Linked DNA regions of Xenopus laevis: region 1 is linked to region 2. A link is a contact called in public Hi-C data. All regions are on one chromosome and are shown on one strand. Each heading gives the region's core, a stretch centred on a gene start, on an enhancer-like site or on the middle of the called end of the contact. The rest is flanking DNA. Distances are from core to core; before and after follow the strand shown. Region 1 has its middle 37 kb from the start of LOC121398868. Region 2 holds the start of sox9.S (SRY-box 9 S homeolog).

What was found. A called contact is a pair of places that touch in the nucleus more often than the background predicts.
Region 1: a Hi-C map of the XTC cell line shows a contact between it and region 2, with 2.1 times the contacts expected there. The contact joins the enhancer-like site here to the promoter of sox9.S in region 2. A contact is called at or near these places in 2 of 4 Hi-C or Micro-C datasets (the XL177 cell line and the XTC cell line).

The regions. Positions count from the first base shown.
Region 1 is chr9_10S:20,018,481-20,023,202 of Xenopus_laevis_v10.1, forward strand. No RefSeq gene overlaps it. Among protein-coding and RNA genes, the nearest start is that of LOC121398868, 37 kb to the left of the region's middle. Within about 2 kb of position 2,276, at least 3 of the 7 cell types and tissues checked have an H3K27ac peak or open chromatin away from gene starts, as enhancers often do.
Region 2 is chr9_10S:19,839,070-19,843,672 of Xenopus_laevis_v10.1, forward strand. sox9.S (SRY-box 9 S homeolog) reads left to right here and starts at 1,521. Exons shown (of 3, transcript NM_001090807.1): 1 at 1,521-2,192; 2 at 3,736-3,989. The coding sequence starts at 1,762.

The DNA.
Region 1 (4,722 bases), core at 1,026-3,525, 180 kb after region 2:
GCAGAAAGTCCTTTGATTTAACCAACAAGATGTATGTTTTTTAACCCGAGTTACAGTAAATAGTGATTGACCTAAATAACTGTTTATATGAACGAATATAAAATGCTTAATGGCTCCAATGTATGCTGCTACAAGGTTTTTTTAGGGCCTTGTTTTTTGTAGAAATTCTCCTAATCTTGGTATTCACCTCTTGGTTGTTACTTCCCCCGTAAGTCCTTGGTTAAACCATCCTCTAGGCAAAAAGGCCCTTTAATACTAAGAACATCTTTATTGTAGGCCACAGACCCCCTTCTCTGGGACAAGTTTGAACTCACTCCAGGTCTTCCAAAGGGGAAGTGTAATAGGGAAATAAGTTAAATTTGTGCCTCCCTTGTTAAGAATTGTAAACTCCCTGTCACAGCTGATATGCCGCCAGGTATGCTCAGAATCAGCCTCCAAAATTCCACTTCAGTGCTGCTGTAACCCTGTGAGTGCTGGAAGGCATAAATGGTTCAAAATGTACAATATTAGAAAAAGATAATCTTATTTATTAGAGCCTGGGGAAGTGTTATAATTGGTACAAGATAGAGGTGCAAGGCCATACTGTTGCTAGAAACTGGGGAGGGGAATGGGCACTTCAACTGAGGTTTTAGCTGTTTTTAAACCAAGAGGTTCTGAGCCCAGCCTGAATGCCATTTAAAGTGATAATTTGGGTTTATTTTACATACTCCTGAACCAGAAAATGACGCTTTATATGTGTGTAATTCTTGTTATGAGCTATGGGCCTAAACAGTCCAGTCAACCCTCCCCCTAAATGGTATTTATATCCCCCCAGCTGGGGGCAGAGCAAGGGGCATGATTGGGGTGCACAACAATAATACCTCTGATTCCAGCCATACTGTGACTGGAAGTTGGTTTATATGATCATAGATGTTAGTCTGTTTACTGCAAGTGAAGCATCTGGCTAGTAAAAAATGTTGGGCATTGTTGTGCCCAGTAGATTAAGGCCTGAAATACCGACATATACGGTGAGAAAAGATAAAATTTTATCCATACGGAATCATTCTTGCTGCTTAAAGTCGTAGCTTTCTAGTCTGGTGCTGTTGTCTAACGTGTATTTTAAGACTACCACGGGTGCTGGGAAAAGAATTTTAGTACTGTACAGTGTACTCACTTCTTTAAACAGCAGCAACCTCTTGCATGCCAGATTGCAGATGGTCTCCAATATAGCCATTGCCCACTTCTCAAGGGGTCTTTTCTTTTTATGATATGGTTACAGTTCCATCTAGTGGCAACAGGGCTGTAATTCAGTCAAATCCACAGCAAGAGTCAAGATCATACCAGTTCTCGCAATTTGGAGAAGAGATTTTTTGTGAGCTTGACAGTTCCATGTGACATGCACAAGAGCTCCAGCAGAGAAGTCTCTATGTGCAATACTCGTTATGGCACCCAGCCACCCACAGTAGTACAAACACCCCAATAAGCACCTAGGACACAACTCGGAGCATGTGGGAAAGTCATCATGTGCAGATTGTCGCTGTTTAATCTCCTAGCCTCAGAGCGGTCTTAAAATTACACTACTCAAACATAACAGGCAATAAAGTATTAAGCAGAGACTTGACATGCCCAGACCAACCTGTACAGTACTCCTAACTGATTGGTGCCTGGATACCATACAACGGGACACATTTGGATTGTTCTGTTAGCTTGGGTTATATACTGTATTATTCTGCTTCGCATTTCTCTCATTATTTTAAATCTCTTTTAACATTTCCTTTTTCTCTCTCTCTCCACTTCTATTCCTGCTCCGTTGCTCTCCAGTCTCTGCTCAACCGGTTATACCAATGCATTGTTTCACTTAGGATTATCTCTGTGGCAACCACCAGGTAACAAGAGGAAATAGAAACCCACCTGTTCTCACCCATAAGGAATTTGCACTACTGTTACTGCCACCCAATGAGGTTACATTCACATTCTATTCTCTGCTATAAGGCAAATTTAAAAGCCACATAAGTGCAGTTATAACTATGATCATTATTATTTCTAAAAATACTTCAAATATTTCTAAAACACCAACATATTCTGCAGCACTGTACAACAGAAACATACAGGTCACGTACAAATGACTGACACAGGAGTTAAATACTTATTAGAGCTCACAATTTATATGGAGAAATATAACAGGATAAGGCCAGAGGAGTTATTCTTGACCCTGCAGGAGCTTGAATTCTAGGAGCACTTGTGCCCCACTGCTCTGTGCACTGAGCACCTGAGCACCTGTCCTTACTGCACTAGTGCAAGCACTATGGACAGGTCCCCAACATGATCTGCACCACCTCCTGGCGTTTTTTTTGCACTTGAGTTCGGAAAAGAGCCTTTGGGTCAGCGCTCCTTCACTTGCACAGCTTGAGCCTGTTTGCAGGGTCCCATTGTAGGATAATTTAAACATGGAGCTCTTCAGCTGGTGTTCCTATTGACAGCTGTTGATACATTGCACTACAACATATTGCAGGAAAAAAAGTAGTAAAGAATAGTAGTAAATCTATGGTATGGCCTTCTAGCTGAGATGGTCAGTACTGGGTAAATAAAATCAGGGTATGCAGAATTGAAAAGAGAGAGACAGTTATCTGCTGTCATATTCACTGTGTTTCAGTCTGTCTTTCCTCGACACAGTTTTTCAGTTTTAAATGCAGTCTTAGGCTAAGGCCACACTAGGCGATAGCGCCGCGATTTGACTCGCGGCGACTTTTCGCCGCGACTTTTCGTCGCGACTTTTAAGCAATCGCTGGGGAAACTTTTGCGCGTAAAAACACACGCGGCGATCTTTTCTCTACTGTCGCTCGAAATTGCCTCGCTAGGCGATTTCGAGCGACAATAGAAAAAAGATCGCCGCGTGTGTTTTTACGCTGGCGATTTTACGCGATTCCCCATAGACGCCAGCGCAAAAGTTTCCCCAGCGATTGCGGCTTAAAAATCGCGGCGCTATCGCCTAGTGTGGCCTTAGCCTTAGGTCTTTAGGGGGGGTCAAGCCCCAGCTAAGCCTGGATTAGAGGGGCATTGTATCTTGTGTACTGTGGCTGCAAAAGTAGCCCAACTGCTCAGACTGCTGCCTGATCTTCTGAAATATTTGGCATGTGAATAGCCACATGGACCCCAGGGATGATAAACACGCATCAGACCAACTGCAGAAGCAGCCGCACTTAGCAATGCCAGATTCCCCTTCACCCACAGCATATGGCACATAATGTGCTCTAGTACCCAAAGACGAAACTCAGCAACTCTTTAGCACAGTGGAGCAATTTTATCATTTAATATTCAAGAACGACTAGACTATCTGCTATTTGCAAACTGCCATGTACTAGACTACAATTCCCAGCATTCCTTGAAAGCCAGGTTGAATTTCCTCAGCCAAGAACCTTTCAACAAGCTATAAACACAGTATTTGCTAATAGAAAGTTACTGATTAGATCAGTGGAACTTTATGCCGCCTTAAAGAAAACTGGGCACTTGTGGCATTCTGCCACACAATCACCTTTCCCACATACTAATGCAATGTAGTATATTCTTGGTTGCTACTCTGGGCAGCAGTATTACAATATATTCCTTTCGGCAGACTGTTGTTAATGCAGGTGTAATGAGAGCTGCTGTGCATCAGAAACTAGTTTATCAAATGTATGGCAAACCTGTTGACCCAAACCACTTCCTACACAATAAGGGGTAAAGGAGAGTGCAAAATGCTTTATATATTATTCACTCAATAACTTAATATAAAATAGCCAACGAACCACAGCAATATGAACTAAACTTCAAGCTGCTCATTATTGTACTTGAAATGCTGCAGGTGCTGGAGCACTAAGGGGCACAACCACTGTGGCCCTTATAGCCCATACACAGAGTATGGAAGGTGCAAACTGCACTTTACACCTTGCACCAAATTAAAAATGCAGTGTTAGGCAGATGGTCGAGGGTGAATGCTTAATAAAAAAAAATAGTAGAGTAGAAATGTTGCACATATGTTTTGGGCTGATGTAGCAGCTCAAGGCAACCAAAGTCCTTTATCAGTGACAATTAGTGATTCTGAAGTTTCCACCAGCAGCACCCCATCTTCTTTTCTGCTGATTACCAGCACATGCTCAATGCTATTTACATTGCCAGAACTTAGGTACTTAGGTGCAGAACTACGTGAAATATTAGTCCAGAGGTGGGGGACCCAGCTGCACAGCCTGCACCCGGGCCAACTAGCTACTTTACTGTATATAGAGAATATAAATGTCATGAAACAAGGTTGATTAGAAATGAATTCAGGTGCTCAGTATATAGCAGCTCAAAAAACAAGTGCAATTAGCATCAGAGTTTAATTTTTTAACTGAGGGGGTGTGGACTCTGGCCCACTTGCACCCCCTGCTCCCCCGGTAGTTACGTCTCTGCTCCGCAGGACCCACCAGGCTTGGTTTACAGCCCTTTCTGACTGCAACATCAGTGTTTCTCCTCTTTTTATTTATATACAGTACTCATGCCTGCCCCACTGCTCCTGCGGGCTGGGTATATAAACAGCGATTGCCCAGGTTTACTGATGGCAGGTTAGGGTCAGGTATGCATAGACTTGTTGTTGACCAGCACATCACTAATGTGTGTGTGTATATATATATGTATATATATATATATATATATATATATATATATATATATATATATATATATATATATATATATATATATATATATATATATATAATATATTTA
Region 2 (4,603 bases), core at 271-2,770:
CATCCCAAATCCTTACTGAGGTCTTGGTGTATTTCATTTTTCAACATAAATCGTGTCTATTTTAACTCAGTAATATAAAATCTAACCTAATCTATGGGACAAACAAATCCCAAGTAAGATTTCTGATATATTCTCTACCTACCCATAGTTCTGCTATTCTTTAAATTTAAACTTACATTTTAGTATGGCGAATTCTAAGCAACTTTTCAATTGGTCTTCATTATTTATTTATAGGTTTTTTTTTATTAATTGTAGTCTTCTTTTGACTCTTTCCAGCTTTCAAATGGGGGTCACTGACCCCATCTAAAAATAAATGTTCTGTAAAGCTACATACCTATAGTTATTGCTACTTTTGATTGCTCCTCTTTCTAGTTAGGTCCTCTCCTATTCATATTCCAGTCCCTTATTCAAATCAATGCATGGTTGCTAGGGTAATTTGGACCTTAGCAACTAAGTGGCTGACATTACAAACTGGAGAGCTGCTGAATAAAAAGTTAAATAACCCAAAAAAAAACACAAGTAAAAAATGAAAACCAACTGCAAATGGTCTCAGAATATCACTCTGCATCATACTAAAAGATAACTCAAAGGTGAACAACCCCTTTAAAACAGTTTTAACTATATGTAACTATAATGTATGATTTCAACAAAATATGCGTTAATTTCCTGGAAGAATTGGGGAAAAGGGATGGCTAGATAGTAAGATAGACAGACAGATGCCTCAGCCTTTTGGCAGCTTTGTCATTAGAGTGCAAGACCATAGGACGAGCTTACTAGTCTACGATATCATGCAAGATCCCATAAAAAAAAAAAATATATATATATATATATATATATATATATATATATATATATCTTTATAAAGGCAGATGCCCAGGAAGGGTATAAAAAGGGTACTGATTATTTTCTACGTCATTCAACAAGGAGTTTCCACAAATAACCATAATGCCATCGCTGAGCTTACACTCTAATGGTAGATATTGCTTTGACATTTACATTCGTTTGAGAACTGCGGCTCCAGAATACGCACGACATAAATGCGTGAATAAATATGCGTATATTGGGTTTGTTTTTGTTTTTTTTTTGTTTTTTACTAGGCTCCATTGTATCACTGCCGGGTATAGATGCCAAACAATTAACCCTTTCATGTACTGGAGATGAATGCTCAGTTTTTCTCTCCTGTCTGTTTTATATTTATGAACAATATTTGCTTATTTTAATCCCCCCCATCCCCCCAAAAGAAAATACACCTATAGCTGCAGCAAGACAAAGGCAGAATTTGCTAGTAGTGATATCTGAAAAAGTTCAACTGCAAAACTTCATATCTCTCTCTCTCTCTCTCTCTCTTCCTTAAATTTTATTTCAGCAGTGTTTTCTTCCACCCCCCCCCCCCCATCCTCACCCTCTTCCAAATCGCTGCAGCCAATGCTTGCTCTCCGCTGAGGGAGGCGTGGCTCTAGGAGGAGGAGGGTATTTAATGCTGCGCTCTCACCCTGAAGAAGAACAGACGTGAAAGTGGAGCAGTGTGTGTGAGCGGAGAGGGAGGAGAGGCTATCTCTGTACCCAACTAATTGCGCACTGGGGTGCAAGGGCTGAGCACTGTGCATAACTGAAGGGGCTGGCGTGTCAGTCTCCCCTTTGATTTTGGGTGCCTTTGCTGAAGAGCAGATTTGGTCATTTTCATTGAGACTGAGGTGCGGGAAGACGCAGACACTGCCGAACTCTCTTCTCCAACTTTCTTACCTTTCCCCATTTTTGCGCATGAATCTCTTGGATCCCTTCATGAAGATGACAGAAGAGCAAGATAAGTGCATGTCCGGGGCTCCCAGCCCAACAATGTCCGACGACTCGGCAGGTTCCCCATGTCCCTCTGGCTCCGGCTCCGACACGGAGAACACCAGACCCCAAGAAAACACTTTCCCCAAAGGGGACCAGGAGCTGAAGAAGGAGACGGAGGATGAGAAGTTCCCCGTGTGCATCAGAGAAGCGGTCAGCCAGGTGTTGAAGGGATATGATTGGACCCTGGTACCGATGCCAGTCAGAGTTAATGGATCCAGCAAGAACAAGCCCCATGTCAAGAGACCCATGAACGCCTTCATGGTCTGGGCACAGGCTGCAAGGAGGAAGCTGGCTGATCAGTACCCCCATCTGCACAATGCAGAACTCAGCAAGACGCTGGGAAAGTTATGGAGGTAAGTGGACAATTACTTTGGTGAACTCAGATTTTAAGGTGTTGGTATATATTTCACCTGTTTTCAGATGGTGGGTAACGGAGGGAGAAGTGGGGTCTAATGCAGATATGTGGTTGTTGCTTTGCCAGCCGTGCGCCTTAGCGCAGTTCAGCTTTATTGGCACTTTGCGCCTTGTGCGCTGCTCTAACTCTCCTGCCTTTCTGCTGGCGGCTCCTTTGGCACTGCAGCCCAGTCTTGTCAGGAGATGTGCTGGAAGTCTGTACAGTTGCTATTTAGCTTTGCTTAGGTGAATCATGGATGGTGCCAGTCTGCCAGCTCTCAGTCTGACTGTACCATGATCTCCTTACCAGCCGAACCCCTCATTTGCAATTAAGGTTTTGGAACAAAAGAATAATGATTGTAAGAGCTAATCTGATTCCCAGCCTGCTGTGCTACTGGGTTAGAGTAATGTAAAATGCAATGGGTGGTGTGGGTGCTGGAGGTTGTGTTCCTAGTGCAGAATGTGAAGTTATCCTTGGAGCAATGTTGTTGTTGGATACTGCAAGGCACTGGGTAGGGGATAACCCAAAATGCTCTGCAATTAATGATAATGCTTTGCTATGTGGCAGTGCAGAATGTGTAATGTAGACGTGTGTGAGTAATGCAAGGGGTAATGTGAGTAATGCAAAGGGTAATATGCAGAGGCTAATGACTAATCTAAAAAAAACTGTGTTGTTATGCAGAATACAATGGAAATGCAAAAGGCATTAGAAACTCCTACAGGGGTACATGTTCAAGGTGGGCCATGTACATCTAACCCAGAAATGTTATTTAAGGGCATTGTTTGTTCTGACTGTTCACTATAGCCACCCTGCCTTGCTGGGGAGTTTTATGTGTGTCACAACCATTAAGATTAACCCCTTTTTGCAAGGATCAGGTGTATAGAGCAATTTTATAATAGTTCCTGGCAAATGACTCAAACCACTTCAAACAAGCTTTTGCGCTCTTATCTTAAATGCTTCCTGCATTATAAAACTGGATTTTTCCAGCTCAGATGCGATTGGTTTTTCTTTTACCCACCAAAGCAATGCCTCTTGCAGCGCCCCACTTGATAATTGGCCGAATAACAGATAAAGTTTGGCAGAAGCAGTGACTCATTAATTCTAGTAGAGTGTAATGGTTGTTTGGTCAAGATAATGATTTAGATTACCGCTCAGGGAAGAACGTGTGTCCTTTATCTAAGCTAGCTATATATCCAGCCTTGAACTGTCTCTGAAACTATAGGACAACACTGGAATTTGTAGGTTCACAAGAATATGTCCAGCGGGGATCCAAGGGGCCCTTTCTGATTCAGGAAATCCCCTCTAAAACCCTGGATAGGACAATAATTAGTATGCAGTTATTAGGCTTCAAATGTCTTTATATATCAAATAATTCTGTATAATTTGAGTACATTAAAAACTCCAAATCACAAAGGGAGTGCTAGCCCCCTGCAACTAATAATTCCTTATCTACATATTTATATATTTATATACTGACCGCCACCCACATTGTTTTTTCTTAGACTTCTGAATGAGGGTGAGAAACGCCCTTTCGTGGAGGAAGCAGAGAGGCTGAGGGTCCAACACAAGAAGGATCATCCCGACTACAAGTATCAGCCACGGCGCAGAAAGTCCGTTAAGAATGGGCAGACAGAACAAGAGGATGGTGCTGAGCAAACCCACATCTCCCCTAATGCAATTTTCAAGGCCCTACAGGCTGACTCCCCGCATTCCTCTTCCAGCATGAGCGAAGTCCACTCTCCTGGAGAACATTCAGGTATGGAGCCTATACTTGTGTTGGATAATAAAGGTTTAAGCACATTGCAACACATTGCAAATATATTCAGCAGAGAATAGACTAGACTGCTTGTCCCTGTGCTTTGACATTGCAGAAAGGGGTTTTACACCTTAATTTGGAAATCTAGGGAGTCTTTGTACAAAATCTCTTCATGTTCTTGAAACTGGGCTTCTGGCTTTAATGCAGGTCATGTATCATTAAGTGCTTTTAAGCATCCATCTACGCTAGGTATGTCCGGACTACAACTGGCTAAGGGTGATGGGGATTGTAGTTGAGTTTCAGGATTTCTGGGTTAATACATTTGCTAATCAGGGGATTTGCAAGAAGTTGGATATCGGCTGCCGGCATCTTGGCAGTTCAAAGTTTAGGAGCAGATGGAGAACCACCGGTTGTAGAATGTGGGCTACACTGTTAGCAGTCTGGTCTCAGCACGTGATCTGACAGATTAGCTATTGCCAATATAAATACACAGCAGTGGGAGCTGCACCGTCTCTACCCAGGAACACAGCCTCCACTCTGTTTTGTACAGAAAGTGTTAGTATTGCTGGTCTGAAGCCAAAATCTGGTATTACCCATATTACAGAAGTGTGATT